Linked DNA regions of Mus musculus: region 2 is linked to region 1. A link is a contact called in public Hi-C data. All regions are on one chromosome and are shown on one strand. Each heading gives the region's core, a stretch centred on a gene start, on an enhancer-like site or on the middle of the called end of the contact. The rest is flanking DNA. Distances are from core to core; before and after follow the strand shown. Region 1 overlaps Gm41534 (a long non-coding RNA gene). Region 2 overlaps Gm41534 (a long non-coding RNA gene).

Region 1 (5,942 bases), core at 1,635-4,134:
AAAACTCAATCTTAGTATTCTACAGTCATGGGCATATGAAGAGTAAAATTTCTTTAATATGTCCTTTGAGAGGAAATAGGTACCAGAGACTGTCAAGCTATAGTTAGTAACAACTCATCTCATGTTGTCTCGGGTAACTTCTTTCTCATAATTGATTACCCTCTCCTTGAATTCCTAGACCTAAGACCTGTAAGGTGGTGACTCAATTATGTAAACCATCATCTTTTCTCTTGAGTCATAGAACCCAAGGGATCTGCCCATCCCCCCTTTCAGTAGGACGATCACCAAACAAGGGGAAATGACTAACTTCTGTGTTCCACTTACCTCAGCAACCGCTCCTGGGAATCCTTTGAAAGTAACATTAATCTCTCATTGATTTTAAAGAAAAAAAAAAAAAAAACCAAACCCAAAAATCCCGGTGTATTATGTCTGTGTGTGTGACTTCTTGGATTTAAAAAAAAAAAAATCTAAAGAACTCCAAAGAAAAACCACACTTGTTCACAATATGTTTAAATACTGAAATATGCCTCTTCCCTTTTCTGTACCTGACCTTTTAAATGCTAGTTAAAACTCCAGTCAATAAGAAAGTACTCTGAACATCCACTTCTGTATTTGCCAGGCATTGGCATAGTCTCACAAGAGTCAGCTATATCAGGCTCCTGTTGGCAAAATCTTGCTGGCATATGCAATTGTGTCTGCATTTGGTGGTTGATTATGGTATGGATCCCTGGATGGGGCAGTCTCTGCATGGTCGTTCCTTCCGTCTCATCTCCAAACTTTGTCTCTGTAACTCCTTACATGGGTATTTTGCACACATGCCCCCAATGGAGGAGCTAGAGAAAGTACCCAAGGAGCTGAGGGGGTCTGCAACCCTATAGGAGGAACAGCAATATGAACTAGCCAGTCCTCCCTGAGCTCGTGTCTCTAGCTGCATATGTAGCAGAAGATGGTCTAATTGGCCATCATTGGGAAGAGAGGCCCCTTGGTCTTGCAAAGTTTATATACTCCAATACAGGGGAATACCAGGGCCAGGAAGTGGGAGTGGGTGGGTTGGAGAGCAGGGTGGGGAGAGGGTATAAGGGACTTTTGGGATAGCATTTGAATTGTAAATGAAGAAAATATCTAATGAAAAACTCAAAAAGAAAGAAAGAAAGAAAGAAAGAAAGAAAGAAAGAAAGAAAGAAAGAAAGAAAGAAAGAAAGGAAGGAAGGAAGGAAGGAAGGAAGGAAGGAAGGAAGGAAGGAAGGAAGGAAGGAAGAAAGGAAGGAAGGAAGAAAGAAAGGAAGAAGAAAGTACTAAGTATCAAGTGCTAATACTTCACTTAGTTCATTTTCTTCAGGGCTTCTCTTACTGGTTGCTTGGCGATTATAAAATGGCCACTATTCTGAACAAGCATGATACCTTCATTTGTGAAGCAATTGTTCATGACCAAATTTTTGACCAGACACTGGGACTGCTGACATAATTGAAACACAGCTGACATGTCTCAAGAGTGTGATGTGCTGATCCAGGACACTCCACACTGCTTTCTTTCACCCAGATATTTAGATAATAGTCCATGAGGTGCCTTTCTCAACACAAGACTTGAGAGCTTCATTTCCTCGGTATAGCTCTCACATTCAAGCTGTCTGGAGCATAAGCTCTGCATGTGAGATCTGTGTTATGGCAAAAGAAGATGCAGGGAGTCAGTTATTCTGAAAGGTCAAGAATGATGAATTACCTCTTTCTAGAATTTTTTTCAAACCATGACTTCCTACCTATATTTTGGTCTACAGAGTCAAGTCCTCCATACATGAGACCTAAGAAGTTCTGATTCAAGTGACAGTCTATACCTATCAGGTTATCCTTGTAAATATTTAGGTTTGACAAAAACCAACTGAGATTGATTCAATTTGTATGCAGTTTTGTTTTTTTGGTTTGTTCTATATTTGGATGTGGATGGAATGCAGGGTTTCCTCATATATGCTTCATAAGCATTCTAATATTAAGTTATATCCCATGTTCTTATATTTATATCTTACTCTATATAGGAATTAAATGCATACTATTGTATATATATTTTTTATATAGTCACAAGTCCCTACTATGTACAATACATTATGAAAAGATTTCTTCTATCAACATATTGTCAGAGATATTGATGGAAGGTATATTCATACAGACACAAATGTGTTACTGCATATACATGTATAATAATATCACACATCTTACAGGTTCAGTTTACTCAGAGGGCACCAGCAACATTCTCCATATACTTGAAAACCTTTATTTCATTAAAAGAATCTGCCATTGGATCCTATTAACATACTCCAATAGAAACCATATCTAATAAATATATGTCTACTTCTTATTGAATCTTTATAGTCCTTGTGGCTTCCAAAATCTGAAAGATTTAGATTTTTTAAAAAGACACTGCAGATATGGTACTAGTTCCTCGGATCCCCCCGGTTCTTTGCTCTCTTCTTCTTCCACCTGCCTCTCCAACCTCCATACTAGCTTGATCCAGACAGCCAGAGCCTATACTTTGTGTTGTACGCACTCTAAGCCTTGAGCTCTGTTCACCTCTGTTACAGAAGTGTCTGTGATTTGAACCATCAGCATGGTCATTTGTGGGGTGTGTGTGTGTGTGTGTGTGTGTGTGTGTGTGTAAAAGTGTGTGTAAAGGTGTGCACTGAAGGTAGCCTCACATTATCACAAGTCTCTCAATAGTAATTTAAAAAGAACCAGTGTCTTCTGCTTGCGAGTAGCTATCTTTCTGTCTCATTGTGGATCTCTGTCTTCTGATGTAGTCAGTTTTTATATAATATAGACACTCAGACTCCCAGAGTGTAGGATGTTTGTAACACATTTTCTATGAGTCACTGTGCACAGGGAGGTTTTCTAATGAGTAACACAGTCATGTCATTCTGAGTTCACTTCAGCTCACATCCACAGTGACCTTGCAAAAAGTCTCATTTGGAGTGTTTTGTTTTGGTTAGGATCTTGTGTTTTCTGTGCTTTATTTTTTTATCATTCAAGTGAGAATAAAAGTTCTTATTTTATAACTATATGGCTCCTTCTGGGAAATCTGCCTTCTCTGCATCAGACTTTACACCCCATTTGTTTTACTTAGTCATCCTATTTTCCCTGTGTCTGTATTTATCTGAATAAGTAAGTCATCTTTCCTCAGGGCTGCAAGACTTTTCACTCAAATCTCTAAAGACTGATTATACTATCCCGAAGTGAGCACAAGCATTGGCCAGCATTTATAACTCCCTGGCAACGCAAAACAGATGGCTAAGGAAATCAGATGCATTATCTCATAGACTTAGCTAATCTCAAAATTATGAGTCCTTTTGGATGTGTGAGCTGAATATGGAGGCAGCTGTAGAGTGACACATTAAAGCTGATACGATTGCTTTTTGCTTCATCCTCCAACGACCCATAAATCTTGAGCTGAGCTTCACAGGAAGTAGGGGTCATTGGGTCGTTAGGAAGATGGGCTATAGCTTGTGTTTACTTTTCAAAGGAATGTAAAACATAGGAGCTACTCAACCATTTCTACATAGTCACCATTTTCCAAATGAAAATTATGTAGAAAAACTAAGTTTTTAAAAACACTGATTTTAAGATTAAACTCATGAGGAAATATTGTAAGTAAAATTAATCAAACAGAAAACTGTATTTTCAAATGATCTACAAGTATTATCAGCTCATTAAAAGAAAATCCTCAGTGTTTTCATGATTCAACATATTATTAGTATCATTGTTAAAACTTCATGGGGTTCATAACTCTTAGCATACTCTGAGAAGAATGCTGTAACAAGAGAGTTCCAAGGTAGTGAATTCTGCATCTATAGTAACATAAATTACATAAGGCAGACTCCTGCAAACAAAACCAAATTTAAGTCTGGTTATTCTTTTTCCAGTTATTTAATGCATGCACAGATATATATTAATAACTTCTCCAATATAGCAAGAATCTAAATTATAATTTCCAAGAATAAACTATTTAACAACAGTTTTTATCTACAAACTGTGTGGCAAAGCATGCATGTTGTTTTCATTATTTATTATAGTTAATGTATGAAAGTGAGCTTAAATAGGGATTGAATTATTCTTTCTTTACTTTGAGTATGTGAACAATTTTTCTCATGGTAAAGAAAAGTTTCTGGAAAAGAAGTTATATATATGTCAACTACTGGATAAAAGTTGGAGAAAAGTCACACATAAGACAGCTTAGAGTCTGCTGTGGTACAGACTCAAGAGAAAGTCAACCTTCTGTCACAGGACATCTGGGGACAGAGTGTGCAAGGGTGAGCACTGAGACTTTCTGAAAAATCATTTAATTTTTGAACTTGGCTAGATAGAGTCCTTTCATGATTCTATAGCAATATGGGTGAGAAAAGAGATGATGGGCAGGTCTGTGCTGCCCCATTGCTTGGTCTTTCAAATTTTTCTAGAGAGCACTGAGCACAGATCACTCATCGATGATTTACATACTGAATGATGATCTCTCAATAATAATTTGATAATACTGAAGACTGAGACACATTTCTATTTTGTTTTTAGAACTTAAATTTACTGCATTATATGTATTTGCTATTTGTATGTGTGTAAAAACAAAGGCAGTAATACCATTTTTAACTAAGGCTCACTTCTTGTTGTAAACAGCTTTCAAAACAGTCTCCATCTCCTCTTCAGATAAGTAGTGGTTCATTTACGTGGTATTTCTGGAAATTCCAAATCTATGTGACCAGGACCACATGAGATTACTGAAAATATGTCACTTCCTAGATTACATTTCTGAAGTTGAAAGTTGTATGGACCTCCCTGGTAAAGATTGCTATCTACAAACTACAAAAGACCACAGAGAGCTAGGAAGCTGATCTAGTCTCAGTGGTGAAGGGCAGCCACAAATGGAACATGATTACAACTTCAGACAAGAACTTGAACCAGAACCATGTATCTCCAGCACTTCAAATTTTCAGAAATACTTATATTATACTTTTTGATATCATAAATACTTGTATTATACTATCAATTCTGTAATGGTTGGATTTGACCAATAGATAACGAATGTAGACATTTTACTCTTGAGCCCTGTCCTTTTTATCCTATAACTCTTAGCAAGAATTCATCTGAACATATCATTAAGCTGGTGAGTTACAAAAATACTTTCTTTCTTTCTTTCTCTCTGTCTCTGTCTGTCTCTCTGTCATTCATATATACACATACACATACACACACATATACATATACATGCTTTTAGCCTTTGCTTTGGGTTCCAACACTGAGAAGAAAAAGTATATAGGATCCCCACTGTCCCGTTACTATTCAGGAAGCTATCTCCAATTAACAACTGCTTGCAAAGGAAAAATTAGTTTTCTCCAATAGAGTCTCACTGTATTCAAACAATACTTAAGAGTGGGCCTCATGCCCAGCAGGCTAGCTACTCGTTGCATGTCTACTTAGATAGCATTATCTCACTTATATGTAGATTATGAAAATATGCTTTCAAAGAAATTGAGAATAGAGTGATGCTTATTTTTTGCAAAGGGGAAGGAGGGGAGACATTAGTCAATGGGTACTAAGAAATGAGAGTAAGACATTCTGGTACACTACTGCATAGTTAAAAAGTCTATAAAGGACAATAACTTACCACACATTTGTCAAAAGATAGATGCTTGAAGAATTTGAAAAGCTGTAAGAAAGTAGATTATTTAAAGGTACAAAAATAAATGAACAGCTCAGTAAGCCAGGTGTGGAAGTATGCCTATAATCCTTTATAATCTAAAAAGCTGAGGCTGATGGATTGCACTTCAAAGACAGCTAGACAATACAAGGAGTTATCATATCTCCAAAGAAAATAAAATCAATTAAGAAAAGATTTAGAATAATATGCAGCTAATTAAAAAATCTCATTGTGGCAAATATCAGTTTGTAAGAGAGCACATCCAAGT
Region 2 (5,942 bases), core at 2,433-4,932, 140 kb before region 1:
CCATAGAATGGTATTTTATCATAAGTTGTACATACTCTTAGAACAAGACCAATCACTTGATCTCAACACAGCTCAGGACTGCAACCATACTTAAAGGCTTCCTGCTACCACCGTTGGTCTTGTAGAACAATGTGCATAGTCTTTCTGTTTCAGAATAAAGATTAGACTTGAGTTTGTTCCTTCTACCTTGTATCATAATAGTGACTAATTATCAAGGTATTAAAAATTAATTCCATAAAGTTATGTATGAGAAAAATGGACAACATTAAATCCAGGAAAACTGAACATAAAGTAACTTGGAAAGACTAACCTATTGCTGGAAAGGGATTTTTATTTTATCGCTGTGTTCTTTCCCCCTGAAATTGATAGATATAACAGATTAAAGTAGGAGGATATAAAGTTAGTTTTATTGTTCAAAAATTGGACAGCTTGCATGATCACTACCTGCAACAACAGTGGCTGTGTTTGGCCCATGCCTTTTACGCTTGCATTTTAGTGATTCCTGACTTCAAGTGTCTACAAGTGACTCCTTAGCAGTGTGACTAGAAGATTCTTTTGCAAGCTTCATTTCCATTCTACTGCTTAAGAGCAATACGATGATTCTACTTGAACTTATTTTCTTTTGTTTTAAATTTCAAAGCTGTGGCCAGATTTATAGAAAGCCATTATGTGAAGTCTATTCAAATAGTATATCTGGCATGAACAGAGCTTGCATAGTCTTACTGCACTAGCTGTATTTTATACAACAGCAGGCATCCCAATGTTATGGATGGAAAGTGCACATATAAGAAGCAAACTACTGGAGTGGGGAAAAAAAGCATTTCATGTTCTTAAAAATCATTTTATTTTCCTAATTAGCATATATACATAAACATAAATCAGTCTCAATGTGCAGTGTCAAATCTATGGGTAAGAATATTATGTGAAAGCTCCAAATATTTCATCTCTAAGTAGAGTATTTAACATACTGATACATTTTATTAGTTTTCAATTGCTTGTTTACAAAATTGAATGGATTATGATTTGGAAAACATCCAACATCTTAATGGGAACACATACCCCAGTTTCTACAAAGATGAATTTACATTGGCACAGAGAGAGAGAGAGAGAGAGAGAGAGAGAGAGAGAGAGAGAGAGAGAGAGAAGAAGGAAATGGTGGGTAGAGTGAGAAGGACAAGAAATAGTGAGAGTGGGAGGGAAGACTGCAGCATTTGTACAGGTCTGTCATTACCTTTATCCCATATAATTTTAAGAAGCACTGATAATTGTGTTATGTGCCTCAAAAAACTTATTCCTTGCAACACTCTTTCATTTTTTTAAAAATTTTGTTTGTTTATTCATTCGATTTTGGGGGAAAAAAAACACACTATGCAATTCAGAACAGTCTAAAACTTACCCTGTCAACTTTAGTTTTAAATTCTCTTATCATCCCTATTAGGATTATGAGTCATGAGCTATCACACCCAGCAACAACTATGTTCTTATCTTACCTTGAAATAGCATGTAACTGAAAGCAACATGGCTGACCTTGGTCGAAAAATCATCAAAATTGTTTATATCTAGTATGTTTGAAAAAGAAATGGAAATTCACAGAAAATCTGTTTGGGCACCTAAATCCATGTGCAAGAAATCAAAGGACATAAAGAAAATACTTTGAGATTCCAATTTGTGGTTGCACATTCAGGATTTGATAGGGTTATTAAGCATACCACAGTATCTATTAAGCACTGACCTTTGCCACAGAAACTTGGCATTAACTGTTCTCTTCAGGAAACAGATACAATAAGAAAGCCTCTGCTTTCTGTTAGATTCATACAGAATATTGAGCTGCTCCAGTCATGTTTGTCATAGCTGTCCAAATATAGACTGTGGGAAAACATGATAAATTATGATTGAAGTGGAAAGGCTAATTGATATTAATTAAGTGGTCTAAAATTTAATTTCAATTAAATCATTCTTAATGAGCTTCCTGGTGATTTAGCAATTCTTCCTTTTGTTTATCATATTACTGTGAGAAAACCATAATGATACAAGAAAAAATATAGCATAAGGAAAGTCACATACTCTGATGAAATTGTAAATATATTATTATCTTTCTGCTTTAAAATCTTCAACAATGAACTTGGCACATGTCCATTTTCTATTACACTCCAACTGTGTATTATTATACTCCAGTCATGTTTGTCATAGCTGTTCAAATATAGACTGCCATCAAATTATAGTACTCTAGTATTTGGACAAGCAATATCCTTCCTCAATTTTGTCACTCTTTCCCTTTCCCTTTCGGCATTAATTTCTTTGAAAATATATGGAGAATGGTCTTTCTTTTCCAGAAATTACGTTCACGGATCACTACTTTGTGCAACTCATCCTAGGCTATGATTATCTTCTCATACTAGGCTATGATTATCTCTGTAAAAAGTGCTATTTCCTAATATCAAATTTCATATCTCCTCACTTGTACAATCTGTGATTATTAAACTCGAATTAAACCTAGCATCAATTTTGAGTATCAAAAATACATACTACTTAGTATATTTGTGTCATTGATATATCAATAAACACAACTTTTCACAAACTTAAATATGTATTAAAACTACAGTCTATGCACACACACACACACAGAGATTGAGAGAGAGAGAGAGAGAGAGAGAGAGAGAGAGAGAGAGAGGAACAGACATAGCCAATCATGCTACAATACAAGCTCATAGTGCCTGTTTGATAATGTTTATTGAGTAAATAGATGAAAGAGGAAAAACTCTTCTTTTTCTGCCTTTAATGTTCAATAATTGTAACAATCTTAGATAAATAATTCTTTAAAGTGAAATGATGTCAAATGGATTTACATGCACATATTAACAGTTTTTCAATTCTAATATGTGTGATGATTATACAATTCTCTCTCTCTCTCTCTCTGAGACTAGGTCTCAATATTAAATAGTATTGGCTGTTCTGAAACTTGTTATATAGACTAGGCTGGGACTCGTACAATTCAGCTGTCTCAGCCTCCTGAATACTGGGATTAAAAGTGTGTGCTACCATGCCTAACATTATATAGTTCCTTCTTATACTTAAATACATGAGAATGAGGTAAATGGTAGAAAACTAAGAATGATTTGGGAAATATTTAGAAAAAACAAACAAACATATAAACAAACAAAACCAAGATAACCTTACTCTTTTTCTGCATTAGGATGAGAGGTATATAATTTTGCTAATTCTTAAATGTGAACAAAAGCTTTAATTGCTATCTATTAAACATAAGTAAATTAAAAGAAAGATAAGAGAAACAAGAGGAAAAGCCTATAACGAGAAATCTGGGAGCAAGGTTCATCTTAATGATTCCTAGGATAGTTTGCCTTGCAGAATATGTGTGTCTTGAGGAAATGTTAATTCAGGAAGTTGCTTCTTGATTGCACTAACGGGCCCACTTATACAATCAAACATGGTTAAATGCTTCAATGCCTGAAATGAATATCTACCACCTTCCGGGGAACATAAGTAATATGTGTGAATACATATTTTCATGAAAGATCTCTACATTCTTGGGAAATATACTACAAAAAGAAACAGCAGCCCTCAGAAAAAGAAAGCCTTCAATACGGGATGCATATGACAGATCCTTCACAATGTGTTGCATCCATTACATTGACTTAACTGAGTCACCTTCCTCTAACTCCACAAAATGAAGAGATATTGGCAGTAGCTAGGATGACTCATGACCACAGTAACATATTTCACAAACATCCTCTGGGGCATGGGCCACAATCTATGAGATAACAGCTATTATCCTATAAACCAAGAGCCCTTCGAAACAAAGATTCTAAAGCAAAAAGAAGCTACACTCTCTATAGCTCTCCTGTTTAATTCATAATGCTTACGAGTACCACTTTAACTGCATAATCAGAGCTTTGTCTCTTATGGTATAGTATCAGGATAAAAAATGTTTCTATTTCATATTATTCTTTTCTAAAATATCCTCCCACATATTTAATAGATTTAAATTATTTTCATATGCCTTAAAGATGCTTTATATTTACTTGGTCTTGTAATTTTCACTTCAATATGAAAATATTGACTTAAAATTAAAATAGAGTCCTAAAACCCAATGACATAATTGCAATTATTTTAGATAAAAATAATTAAAGCATCTGCACAATCATAAAAATGTATAGTTATCATGCTTATTTTAACTATCTAAAGCATTATTTACTTTAAAACATGTGAATCCTGAGAATTCTATCATGAAAAATTACCCTTTTTTCTGTTTTCCTAGACATAAAAAGATTTTGAGAGAAACAAATTTTCAGTAAATCTGATAAACCGACATTTCTATAAACTTGTTCATCCTTATTTTTAGATTTGACAATCACATTTAATTTAAAAATTTTGTATAGTAGAATCATGGCAGTTATCAAACTAATTAAACTTATAAACCAAAGGGATTATTTAAGTTGTGAAATTGGTAGGATAGAACTAATATGGTACATAATAACAGTGTTGATTCCTACATAACAGCTTCTATCTATGACAGTTCCTCTAAATCTATCAATCTTTGTAGTCAGGAGGGTTGACCTATAAAGACAACATATAAGGTTTCATTTGCCCCTCTATTTCTAGGCCAAATACCACCAGCTCATTCCAGAAGAGAAAGTGTAATGAGAACATGACCTTTAAAATATGGGCTTTTCAAAGATATTTGCTTCCAAATCCCAGAACTAGTGGATTTTGTGCCATGCATGTTCAGAAAAACATTGAAGATATGACTTAAGTGACAGATTCTTCAGAAAGAGTATTATTCTGTACTTTCTCCCTAGTTTTAATATGCTCACAAGGTTCTTGTCAAGAGGAATATGGAAAAGTCAAACTCAGAATGAGAAAATGAAAGAGGAAGTGACATGAGGTTAGAAATCAGACTGAAGGGAAGGCCATCCAGAGACTGCCCCACCTGGGGATCCATCCCATATACAGACACGAAACTCATATGCTATTGTGGATGCCAAGAAGTACTTGCTGACAGGATCCTGATATAGCTGTCTCTTGAGAGTCTCTGCCAGAGCCTGACAAGTACAGAAGCAGATGCTCATAGCCAATCATTGGGCTGAGCACGGGGTCCCCAATGAAGGAACTAGAGAAATGACTGAAGGAGCAGAAGGGGTTTGCAACCCCATAGGAAGAACAGCAGTATCAACCAACCATACTCCCCAGAGCTCCCAGGGATTAAACTACCAACCCAAAAGTACACATGGGAGGGGGGAGCCATGGCTCCAGCACATATGTAGCAGAGGATGGCCTTGTCAGGCATCAACAGGAGGAGAGGCTCTTGGTTGTATGAAGGCTCGATGTCCCAATGCAGGGGAATGTCAGGGCAGGGAGGCAGGAGTGGGTGGGGGGAGGAGCACCTTCATAGATGTAGGGGGAGGGGAGTGGAATAGGGGGGATTCCAGAGGGGAAATGGGGAAAATGGGATAACATTTGAAATGTTAATAAATAAAATATCCAATAAAATATAAAATAAAATTTAAAAAAATTAAAAATCAGAGAGATAAAAATTCATATATTATAATAGTATGATGCTATAATTTTTTAGTCTGGTGAGACCCATGCAAGATTGTTTATTCCCCAGAATTATAAGATAAATGTATATTCTGTAAGCCACTATGTGCGTTTGTTATAGCAGCATCCCAAAACACATATGTAAGGAAAGGCAAGCATTGTTTCTCTCCCTATCCCTGTAGTATTGACACCAGGTGAATGATGTCCTATGATGAAGGCTACAGCTGGAGTTACCTAGTCTGTTCCACTGCAGTAGTGCTTGTAGAATCCACTGACCATTCCACTCCACCCCCTTAAGGTTCAGGACTATTCTGCACATTCTTTGTGTTTTTTAGCTCTGCTCAAACCTATTCAAGTAATCTATCAAACCACTTATTTTGAGAGTG

Evidence for each region. Hi-C and Micro-C count contacts between places; a contact is called where the count stands out from the background.
Region 2: a contact with region 1 is called in a Hi-C map of adipose-derived mesenchymal stem cells, with 2.5 times the contacts expected there. The contact joins two enhancer-like sites. A contact is called at or near these places in 2 of 484 Hi-C or Micro-C datasets (adipose-derived mesenchymal stem cells and granulosa cells).

Annotation. Positions count from the first base shown.
Region 1 is chr17:16,337,278-16,343,219 of GRCm38.p6, reverse strand. All of the region lies in intron 2 of Gm41534 (a long non-coding RNA gene), which reads right to left. Among named protein-coding and RNA genes, the nearest start is that of Gm41534, 100 kb to the right of the region's middle. Within about 2 kb of position 2,884, at least 51 of the 459 cell types and tissues checked have an H3K27ac peak or open chromatin away from gene starts, as enhancers often do. A contact at or near this core is called in adipose-derived mesenchymal stem cells, where this site is marked.
Region 2 is chr17:16,479,706-16,485,647 of GRCm38.p6, reverse strand. All of the region lies in intron 3 of Gm41534 (a long non-coding RNA gene), which reads right to left. Among named protein-coding and RNA genes, the nearest start is that of Gm41534, 250 kb to the right of the region's middle. Within about 2 kb of position 3,682, at least 21 of the 459 cell types and tissues checked have an H3K27ac peak or open chromatin away from gene starts, as enhancers often do. A contact at or near this core is called in adipose-derived mesenchymal stem cells, where this site is marked.